2 separate regions of the Zea mays genome follow, and region 1 is linked to region 2. The links are chromatin contacts, called in public Hi-C maps. All regions are on one chromosome and are shown on one strand. The core of a region is the stretch at or near the end of the contact, and the rest is flanking DNA. Distances in the headings are between cores, read along the strand shown. Region 1 overlaps LOC103626106 (zinc finger CCCH domain-containing protein 44). Region 2 holds the start of LOC103626104 (kinesin-like protein KIN-7K, chloroplastic).

What was found. A called contact is a pair of places that touch in the nucleus more often than the background predicts.
Region 1: a contact with region 2 is called in a Hi-C map of endosperm, with 2.3 times the contacts expected there. The contact joins the enhancer-like site here to the promoter of LOC103626104 in region 2. A contact is called at or near these places in 4 of 25 Hi-C or Micro-C datasets (bundle sheath, endosperm and leaf).

What each region holds. Positions count from the first base shown.
Region 1 is chr5:23,690,502-23,696,305 of Zm-B73-REFERENCE-NAM-5.0, forward strand. It overlaps LOC103626106 (zinc finger CCCH domain-containing protein 44), which reads right to left. Exons shown (of 11, transcript XM_008646482.4): 8 at 5,595-5,718; 9 at 3,682-5,505; 10 at 3,457-3,611; 11 at 2,141-3,347. The coding sequence ends at 2,403. Among protein-coding and RNA genes, the nearest start is that of LOC103626106, 19 kb to the right of the region's middle. Within about 2 kb of position 2,445, at least 19 of the 20 cell types and tissues checked have an H3K27ac peak or open chromatin away from gene starts, as enhancers often do. A contact at or near this core is called in bundle sheath, endosperm and leaf, where this site is marked.
Region 2 is chr5:23,521,012-23,526,468 of Zm-B73-REFERENCE-NAM-5.0, forward strand. It overlaps LOC103626104 (kinesin-like protein KIN-7K, chloroplastic), which reads left to right and starts at 4,131. Exons shown (of 25, transcript XM_023300111.2): 1 at 4,131-4,754; 2 at 4,858-4,955. The coding sequence starts at 4,414.

The sequences.
Region 1 (5,804 bases), core at 1,195-3,694, 170 kb after region 2:
CAAACGACAAGATCCGACGATGTGGCTCCCAAATCGACTAATTTCGAAGTGTTTCTTTTCCTCCCGGTCTTTCATTTCGGGTACTCCCATGACGTCGGTGGCCATGCCCTGGCCTGCCTCCCCATGTCGCCTAGCTAGGCCGCAAGCGCCGCGAAAGGGCCTCTAGCCTAACAGTTAAGGACTTCCGAGTAGCACCTCCAAGTCCGAGGTTCGATTCCTATCGGGAGCGAATTTTCAGGCTTGGTTAAAAAAAAATCCCCTCGCTGTGTCTTATCCGCTGTCGGGTTACGATGTTCTGTGCGCCACCCTTCGGTTGGGCAGTTGCAGAGTGGATAGTTGATGCCGGCCCGTTAGTGATGGGGCCAAGGTTCGGAGATTTTCTCGGTCGGGACCATCGTTTCGGTCTCTTCCTATATGGAATACCGGAAATACGGTCTTTCCCTCTCCGGCCAAGTTTTTTAAGGCCGCAAGCGCCTAGCAGCGCTAAGGGAGGGCGCTTCCTGCGTGCAGCCGCCGATGCATCTAGGGACAAGGACATGGCGAGAAGCAGAGGAATGAGATTCAATTATAATATAATGATAAGTACGACAGATACTATGGTCTGATTGTTTAAACATGTAATCACTTTTGTTTGTGTGGTGAACATTATGTGTTCGTGTACTTCATTTCTAATCACTTTGTTTTATTTTGAATTAAATATTGTTTTATGTTGTGCCTTTAGTCATGTGACTTTGATTTGTTATTATCATATATACGTATACTTTATTTTAAATCACTTATGTTATCATTGATGCAACAAAAATATGTGGTGAATATACTTTGATCAGGAGAAAAATGACTTTTTTCAACCAAGCTACCAAATTCGTGAAACTAAAGTCGGCCTGCGCGAGCCAAACACTTGAAAAAAAAACAGCAACTTGACAATAAAGCTGAGTTGGGGCGGAGTTAGCGAAGGTGAGCTCTCCCAAACAAGACATCAATATACCCACCTCAACATAATTCACTTCAGCAAACGTAGATTAAGATGAATATAGCAGTAATTAAACAGGTCCGTAATCTTATTTTCCTTAGGAGAGAGATCGAGATCAAACACGGCGGCCTCAGTAATACCTTAACACATTTACATTGATAACAGAGAGGACCTATACGGACAGTGCACAACTCGGTCTAGTGCACGCATGATTTGGAAACGGGCGCAGACGATGCTGACCCTAGCCTGTCGCTCGATCAACTCATTCCATACCATTCCAGAAGACCAACGTTTTCGGCTTTTTGCGCTACATCTGATGATGGGTGTGTTGTCGAACGCTGACTGCTGATTCTGACTCTTTCGAGTGTTGCTAGCTATCGACTGACCCATATGGACAGGCCCGCCAGGCCGACAAGAGGGGACAGAGAATTGTGGTAGGTGCTGGCTTGCGGTTGGTGAGAAAGTGATCGGTTTGAAACATTCAAGTTTTATCTGAATTGAATCACCCGCGCGTGCGTGCGTACGCATGATGTAGCCGGCGATACCATGTCAACTACTGCTATATACATATAGTCCATACATATCGACATCTGGAATTAATATTTTATACAAAATATTAAAAAACTAAAACTACTTACCGGTCGCTGGTGAAAATATAGTAGTCGACATCGTAGCAGTAGTAATAGTGAACCGGTTAGACAGGGCGGAGCTCTGAGTATAGCAATATATGGCGTCCGCCGTACCTTAATTTTCTAGTGAATTTACCCCAAAATCACTGTGTACCATAAGCACATAGAAGGAAATTAAGTTTTGCTGCGAACCGTTACCAGGCCTCCAGCCTCCAGGCTACTACTCTCTATGGGCCCTTCAGCCTTTGCTTGGCACGTTGACAGTTGACTACGGTCTTCTTGCTAGCTAGCTGGATTTGGAGCCAATCACTGAGTCAAAAATCCTTGCTATGTTTTGCCATACCTTAGATCTCCTATCTGTGGGCTAAACCATGCCCAACCGTTCACATGTCTGCCACACGCCGGTGGCCACTCTTTTGTAGGCATTCGGACGATTGCACGCGCCTCGTCCGTGACCACTCGGACGTGCAGCTGTTCTGTACGATAGCACAGCACTCTGACCTAGCGAGAAAATCCATGTTTGTAGAAGCCCACAACTCCGTTTAGCTGAACAAAAAGCGTGCATTCCCGAACCAAAAAGCGGAGAATCTTTATCCAAGGCCATCAGTGGCTCTAATAAAACTTACAAATCCTACTTTAGTCATGCTCCTGCCCTGAAAGATATGTACTACTACCAACTTAGTGGTGCCGACACGGTTAATAAGCGTTCTACTATACTGACTACGACGAAACCACATCCTGCTATACAAAAATGTGAGGACGGCCAGGCAAACAGGGGTCCCGCTTCCACACGGCCACGGCGATCACCGGTGCAGGTACTGGCATTTCGAACCCTTCCCGCAGTGGCCACTCTCGTAGTGTTTACATAGCCCCCTCTGGGACTGCCCTCTTGACGAGGGTCGTGACGAACCACCACTGCCATGGTCATGACGATTGTCGGACCTCCGGGGGTAGTTCGAGCTACCCCGCCGCGAATCACCGCTGTGAGAGTCCCTGTCATGTTGGTGATTCCCCTGGCCGCCCCGACTAGGGTTACCAGACGATGGATGCCAGCTCCTGTTGCTTCCGAGAGCCACTCCCGAGCCTGCATTCTTGTCGCTGTTTCCCTGTTGTCTCTTCGATGCTTCCGAAGAGTTCCCCAGAGCCTCGTCCCAACCAGCAGCACCCTTGTCGCTGCTTCCCTGTCTCTTTGCCAACGAGTGCCTCCCTGTTGGTGTCGTCGCTTGGTGACTAGAAGACAATTTACGGTTTTCGCTGGCACTGGATGCGATCTTTGAGCTGTCACGACCCGACGAATGCCAGCCTGAAGCTTTTCTGCTTCCCTCCGGAGATGAACTTGTTCGTTGCCAGCCATCAACTTTTGCAATCCGATCTGTACAGGAACGAGAGGGTTGCCGACCTGCAGCCTTTGTACCCCCCTGGGTAAAAGATCCTGATCGTTGCCAGCCATGCGCTTTTCCACTCCCCTCTGGTGATGTACTTGACTGTTGCCAACCTGAGGCTTTTCTGCTCCCATCCGGGGATGAACTTGATCGCTGCCAACCTGAAGATTTTGTGCCCCTTTGCGTAGAAGGACACGATGCTTGTGAACCTGAACCATTAGCAATCCCTTCAAGTGATAAGACTGGTGGTTTCCAACCTGAAACTTTTGCACTGCCCTCTAGAGATGAGCCCGGCAGTTGCCAACCCATAACTTTTGTGCTCCCATCTAGAGATGGACCTGATGCAGCGCTTCCTTTTGGTTTTACCTAAAAGTGTCAGAAGTAATATGTTAGCTAGAACATTGTGTTACTAAGTTTTTTCCTCTTCAAGGGATGAATCAAGATGGAACCGCAGACCAGTTATGAATAACATTACCCGTTCTGACACTCCAGAACCTGAGGCACTTGAATTTCCATGTTCCATCTTTTTCTCCCCTTGTGTTGGTAATGTTTTGACAAAAGCACCATCTCCTGGGTCCGCTCTCGCCTCCTCTATGATGCATGAAGCGTCTTTGCCATCAGCTCCAAGACCTGTAGAAGATTTTGTTAGACTAAAAAGTTGTTTAAGAAAGCAACCACAGAAAAAGATAGTCATCTTCACCTGATGAGGGCTGGAAACCAGGTTTTGGAGAAGGCATTGACCACATGTCATTACCAGGGTCATCTTGGACGCCCCATAGAGCAGAATCAACAGCTTCACCCTGATAGTAACTTGGTTCACCCCAAGGGGACAATGCAATAGGACTGGAGCATTGTGGTTGATCTTCCTCAGCTGAAGCTGGCACCATTTTTTGTGAAGGCGCTACCCCATGTATACTACATTTTTCACAATCTTGTTCTGTTAAGGATTCCAACACATCTGATACAGCAATCCCTTCAGCATCAGATACAGGATTGACCACTTTGTTATTTCTCTTTATCACATTCTCTTCAAACAGATGCTCTAATTGAGTGATTGAGTCCCTATCTGTCGAATGTGATCTTTCCTTAAGTGGTTGTAAGCTATCAATTTTGCTAGTAGGTGCGCGGACACATGTCTTTGTAGCTAAATTCTCATGTGCTACTGATGTTGAGCCTGACTGGTTCACAGAAATCCCCTTCCCCTCCTGTTTTGGGATAGGACTAGGGTACTCAAACTCAAGATCTTGAGTTTTCAAGGAAAAGAGTGAGCCACTTTTAGGCTCATGAAGAAGATCAAATGATACACTTGATGTGTCAGGCTGGCATGTTCTATGCTGATCCATGGTTGCATCAATCTTCCTTGAATTAGATGTAGATGTTGGATCTGGTTGGGGAACGCAGACAGGAGCCCCAGACTGACAAGACAAAGCAGAAGCAGAACTTGAATCTCTGTCTTCCACAGGATTTGTTGGAGAACAGGTCTCCGGCTTTGCTAAAGCAATAGATAACTGAAGGTCATGAGCTCCAGCATTTGTAGCTGAAGTCCATGAAGAACCTTCCTGCTGGCACCTGGTTCTGAACACCGGCCAACTTGTAGTACTAAGGGAAGTGGCAGGGTCTCTCTCAGAGTGTTGTGAAGTAAGAACTGAGACCAAATGTGAACTACATTTAGATTCAGTTTGCATTAGGTCCTTCCCAGTACAACCATCAGGATGCTGCTGTGCATTAGTCTTCTGACTAGAATTCATGGTTGGCCTCCAAATACCACCATTGTCCTGACTACTGTTCCATTCATCAACCCTGTCTCTTGAAACCCTTCCATCATGAGAACCGGGTGGTGCATATGAACCAGTTGAAGATAGAATTGTGAATGAATAGTTAACCTGATTCTGAACCTCATGCAAAGCATGAGCATCTTTCAGAGATCGTGATGGCGAAGTTCCACCCAGAGGCTTTAGATCTTTTGTTGGATCATAACACTCAGCAGACGGGCTAGATAATGCAGAAGGATAGACCATGTTATAACCCATAGGGGAGGAAGAGTTATTTGCATTTGAGTTAACTCTATCTTGACCAGAGCCTGCCCACATTGATTTATCACTGGTAGTAACTGTTGAAAGCTGAATAAAATCTTTCTGCTGCTTTGGGAGCACTTCAGTCAACAGTAGTGAGTTCTCCTCACTCTCAAATGTAAGCCATACTCTCAGGTCGCGTGGGAAAAAACTTGCCCACTTGGATAACTGCAAAAGAGTAAACGGGCCCTGAACATTTCCATTAGGGTCCTTGTAGTGCCAAACCTTTTCTGGCTCAGTGTCATTTGATAAAATTCCAAGTGATGCAGGCTCAGGTGCCATGTTGTTTAAATTAATGTTACTTCCTGCACCTGATCTATGGTCCACGTCCTCTGTAGGTAGACTGCTTGTATCCAGACTCTTTTGTGTATGATTCTCCACAGAATTCAATTCTGTCCCTTTTCTTCCTGGAAATAATAGATCTGGCCCATTCCGATGCATGGTCCAATCAACTGTATACAAATCATTAAGCAAGTTCGCAGAAGTTCAATATAACCGGAACATCATTATAGAATAATAACAGTAAAGGTAAATTTAGTACCAGCTTTCTTATACTCTGGTTCTTCAGCGGATTCATAACTTGGATCCATCCGGGAATCAACATGTACTTCTGGAACTTCATTAATCATGCGTTCCTTTTCTTCAGGGGTGTTCAGAAGCTGCAACTTTTCAACACACTCTCTCAATGTATGATATAGTTAAGAATCATAAATATTGATTATCATTATTGATCACGTAGGCAAAGTTGGGC
Region 2 (5,457 bases), core at 2,881-5,380:
CCTCTTGCCTTGATTACAATGGAGTTTTGATCACAAGAACAAGTGAGAAAGAAAAGAAGCAATCCAAGCGCAAGAGCTCAAAAGAACACGACAAATCTCTCTCGCTAATCACTAAAGCCTTGTGTGGAATTGGAGAGGATTTGATCTCTTTGGTGTGTCTAGAATTGAATGCCTAGCTCTTGTAAGTGGTTGAGAAGTGGAAAACTTGGATGACTTGAATGTGGGGTGGTTGGGGTATTTATAGCCCCAACCACCAAACTAGCCGTTTGGTGGAGGCTGACTGTCGTATGGTGCACCGGACAGTCCAGTGTACACCGGACATGTCCGGTGCGCCAGCCACGTCACCAAACCCGTTGGGATTCGACCGTTGGAGCTCTGACTTCTGGGCCCGCCTGGATGTCCGGTGGCGCACCGGACATGTACTGTAGAGTGTCCGGTGCGCCACTACGCGCGTGCCTGACTTCTGCGCGCTCTGGCGCGCATTAAATGCCGTTGCAGGTGACCGTTGGCGCGAAGTAGCCGTTGCCCCGCAGTTACACCGGATAGTCCGGTGTACACCGGACATGTCCGGTGAATTATAGCGGAGCAGCCGCTCTGGTTTCCCGAAGCTGGCGAGTTCCTGAGGCCGCTCTTCCTTGGAGCACCGGACACTGTCCGGTGTACACCGGACAGTTCGGTGAATTATAGTGGAGTGCCTCTGGAAATTCCCGAAGGTGACGAGTTTGAGTTGGAGTCCTCTGGTGCACCGGACACAGTCCGGTGGTGCACCGGACACTGTCCGGTGTACACCGGACAGTCCGGTGCCCCAAACCAGAGGTGCCTTCGGTTGTCCCTTTGCTCCTTTGTTGAATCCAATACTTGATCTTTTTATTGGCTAAGTGTGAACCTTTTACACCTGTATAACTTATACACTAGAGCAAACTAGTTAGTCCAATTATTTGTGTTGGGCAATTCAACCACCAAAATTACTTAGGAACTAGGTGTAAGCCTAATTCCCTTTCAGAAGTCATGGCCCCGATAAGGTTTTGTGGCCTGCACCCTATAAGTAAAACCATTGTTGATGCCAGCCCTTGTTTGATAACAAAAGTGGAGCCAGGATGTACTCGCGTCGCCTCCTGTTGTGGAGACGGATGCTCGCACACCCAATCGACCATGCCTTTGCCATTTTTTGCTCTTCCCCTTTTCACAACAACTTGACAAAAAAGGTATCGCCATAAGTTGAAATTGGGCTCGACGCCTAGATATCCTTTGCACAAGCACAAGGCGATGAAAGCAATAGTATGTTGAATCCCATTTGGATTCAGGTAATGGAGCTGCACCTGCAGATAATCAAAAAGAGTCGTGATAAAGGTGTGAAGAGGGACAACCAGACTGGTGGGGCCAGAGTTTCCTCAATGCTGGGGGCTAGCTAGTTATCGCCATCGAATAGTACACGCCCGATGAGAACTCGAAGGTGCTCCTGATCCACCAAGGACCGGCTCCAACAAGCCATAGGAAACACGACAAAAAACTCAAAGGTGAGGAGGAGGCTAAACAAAGGATACGAGACGAGAAGGGGGCAAGAGGAAAGTGAGGAGAATAGGGAGAATGACAAGATTAAATAAATGCCACTCTACGTATCTCTGTCGCTTAGACCGATGTGAGGTGACTCGTCTGACAAGGAAACACGTCTGGCACCAATGGGTCAGAAGCAGACGAGCGCACATCACCGCCTCTTGAGAGGAGGGGCATGCAATAATTCCTCCTAGTAAAATAGAAAAGGGGGAAGAGAGTGCACAAGCATTGACTAACCTCCCTAGGTCACGATGTTTCTTACATCAAGGTAGACTTTATCATGGGTCACCCGACCCGACCAACCTGACTCGCCTGAAACCCCCCGGCCCGAGCTAACCCGACCAATGCAACAGGCGGATATGAGCCATAATTTCTGAACCACAATAATTCATGGGCCGGGTACGAGCCATGATTTTGACCTAAAACCCCACCCAGAGCCAAAAAACCTGACCCAACCCCATAAAACCCGACCCGACACATCAAACAGGGAGGCATGAGCCAACCCGACCCAAACCAACACTAGGCATGGGTCGGGTACAGGCCGTGCTAAATGGCCTACAACCCGACCTTGACCCAACCCAAATCCAACCCAACCCGACGTTTGAACAGGTCTACATCAAGGGGAGCTGAGCCCCCCACCATTACAATCCCAAACTCAGGTGCTTGCCACGAGGCCATAAAGCGAAATAACAAAAGAGGGGGAGTCTAAGGCTATGACTAAGGAAGTAGATCCCATCAAGATCTGACGACCACTTCCGATCATGACACCTGGTGGGGTCGAGGGACCAGAGCCCGCACAAGGAGAGGAAAAGACGCCTAGTGAAAGGGCCCTAAGGAGCCCACCAAGTCCTTTGTAGTCACGACACCCGCGATTCCACCAGCAGCCTCGTCGTATCCCTGTATCAAATTCTCAAAGGCCACCGGTGATGCGCCCAGGGGAAGCTCTATCGAGATGCGAAGGCCAACCCTAGTGCAGAGCTAGGCGACAACAAAGGCGATGTCGACGTGACCCAAGCCTCCTGGCGACGGGTCTCCGCTCCGCTCGCCAACATGGCCTCCATATGCAGAATTTTGATCACAAACTCAACAGATATAGATATGGAGGGAGAGTATACATATACAAAAAGAGTGGTTGAGGGGTTAGGGAAAGGGGTCGAGCGGAAATGCCCTCTCGCCAATGATGGACATGGGAAAGACCATCAAAGAAGACTTACCTCGAACCAATAGGATCTCGGGACAATGCAAAGATTGTTCGTCGAGCATGTTCGTAAAATAATTCAAGGTGGGACTCCACCTTAGATCCATATCAAGACAGATATTAGAGCTATTAATAGAGAGTGGAAAGCTATGAATGAAGAAGATAGCTTATGAATTGAAGATGAATGAGTGTGCATAAACCCTAGAACCCCCTCTATTTATAAGGGTGTTGTCGTTGTTTGAGTCAGCACAAATCGACAAATCGTTGGCCGCGCCATGTTAGGTCTTGCTCGATTATTCCTATTACATGTGGATTGTATGAGATTTGAAAGAATTAGAAGAAATTTTAAGTTGCTATAATTAAAACCCACTTAATCTCACTCAATACATATGGATTGGGATTAAAACAAACAAGTCCTTAGTTGTCGACACGAGTTATGGTTGGAAACTTGGAACTAGGGATGACAATGGGTACCCCAAACTCGAATACCCGACAGATTTTACCCGATTAGAAAGCATGTGTGTGATGATTTTTTACCCGTTGGTGTGTTAATGGGTAAGAACCTCTACCTGTTGGGTAGATATGCATGGGACGAGTGGGTACTATCCATACTCGTCTATCCGTTGGTAAAATATACCTGTATCATACCACTATTATCACCATCTAATAAAGTCCATCTTAGTTAAAAGAAAATCCTTGTTCGACTATTGTTTGTTTAACTATCAAGTTATATAATCATATGATTTGTTAAATTTGAAGTTGAACTTATTTTTATATGTTTGTTTGATATTTTGAGTGACATGCATATTATAATTTGATACTTTCCTAGGGCTAGTTTTGAAACTTAGGATGTGTTTGGTTGTGGGACATACAGGACAGAGACGTCCCTGACATCCTCTCGTCCCTCCAATTTTGAGGGACAACTGAGGACAACACTGTGATAGTTTTATTCTAACCCTTAACCTTAAACAAAACAATCTTATTTAAGGGATTGTCCTATTCTATCCCGTTCTGTTATTACAACCAAACATACCCTTAAATCCCTCTAGGATCTATGAGTAAAATTACTCACGCGTGTACGTGTACGGGTACGGATACTATTCTATACTCGCAAGCGTATACTAGTAACTAGTAGAATTTTTGATAGGTAAAAATATAAAATGCTACTATGCGAGACTCATGTTCGTTTTTTCGACAAAAAAAATAAATTTTCCGCCAGTAACCAGAGACCAGACACGCCGCAGTTAATTCCCGCCCACCACGCCCACTTCTCACTCGTCCCTTCAGTTCAAATTACCGAGCCCACAGCCCCACACCGGCCTTGCCTGGCGTGCAGGCCCCACAAAGTAGCAGGGTTAGATGTCAGTCTGACTGAGGTCCCCGGGTCCGCGCAGCACCAGTGCCCCACCCCATTTCCGCCTACGGCACTACGGCAGTCGGCAGCAGACGGACCAGAGGCTCTAGCACAGTGCCGCCTCCCACCTCCTGTCGTCTCGGTCTCGCTTTAAAATCCCGCGACGCCGTGGTCGCTCGCCTCTTTTGGAGCAGGCCATGTGAAGCCTCTGACCCCCCGATACCTTCCCCTTCCTCCCGTGCTGCTGCTGCAGGACAGCGCGGCGTTCGCCACACGCGGCGGCGAAGCTTCGCGAGATCCGTGCGCGATGTCGTCGCGGCCGTCGTCGTCGTCCTCGCGGCGGAGTAGCTCGCCGTTCTCCGCGGGGCACCGCCGCCCGCCCACCGCGTCCTCCTCCTCCTCGAGCTCGTACTTCAGCTCCGGCCGCCTCATTCCGCGCTCGTCCTCGTCCTCCGTCAGCTCCAGCTTCTACGGCGGCGGGGGTGGGGGCAGCACGAGGTCCACCACCCCGAGCCGCCGCAGCTCATCTGTAGCACCGGCACTGCCGCCGTCGCCAGTGCCGTTCCCGAGCGCGGACGAGCTCGTCATCGAAGACACCTCCCGATCCGGCGACAGCATCTCCGTCACCATCCGCTTCCGACCGCTCAGGTGGGGATCTCGGAAGGAATGCGCGAATCTGTTTGCGAGGGGCTGTGAGTAGGGTTGTGGGAGTTCAAGAACTGGTTTTGAGCTGGATTTGGTGTGGCTGCAGCGAGCGCGAGTTCCAGCGCGGCGACGAGATCTCGTGGTATCCAGATGGGGACCGGCTTGTGCGGTGCGATTACAACCCGCCAACGGCTTATGCTTATGGTGAGTAGCCTTCATACAGTTCCGCCTTCGTTCAATTGGGCAATGCTGCTGGTGGTATTGGGGGTTTGTATAATTTTGGTACTCGAATATCATCCTTAGCATTCTTTAATATGGGGTTTCCGAAATTAATTATGGATTTTCGAACAATTAATGCACAGGTGAAAGTAGTATACATGGCCTTTGATTGGGCTTCACGATGAAACCAAAATTTAGGTCCTAGTACGCAATTTTGGAAAGCGTCTGTTTCTGTGGAAGTCTGTAGTTAATAAACAGTTATTGCCATGAGGTTTGCACCATTTTATGCTCTTTCAAGCTTATTGTGGAGGCGTGCTTGCTGTTGGTTCTTGATTGGTTAGTTGTGCAGCATCCCATGAGTTATTGTTATTCTGACTGTCTGGGATGATCAAGCAAACTTCATGTTGGCAGTATTGGTTCAGCTACGGCCAGCTTAATTTGTTTGGATTCTTAAGTGTTTGAAAGTTGTGCCACCCATGTCTGAAAG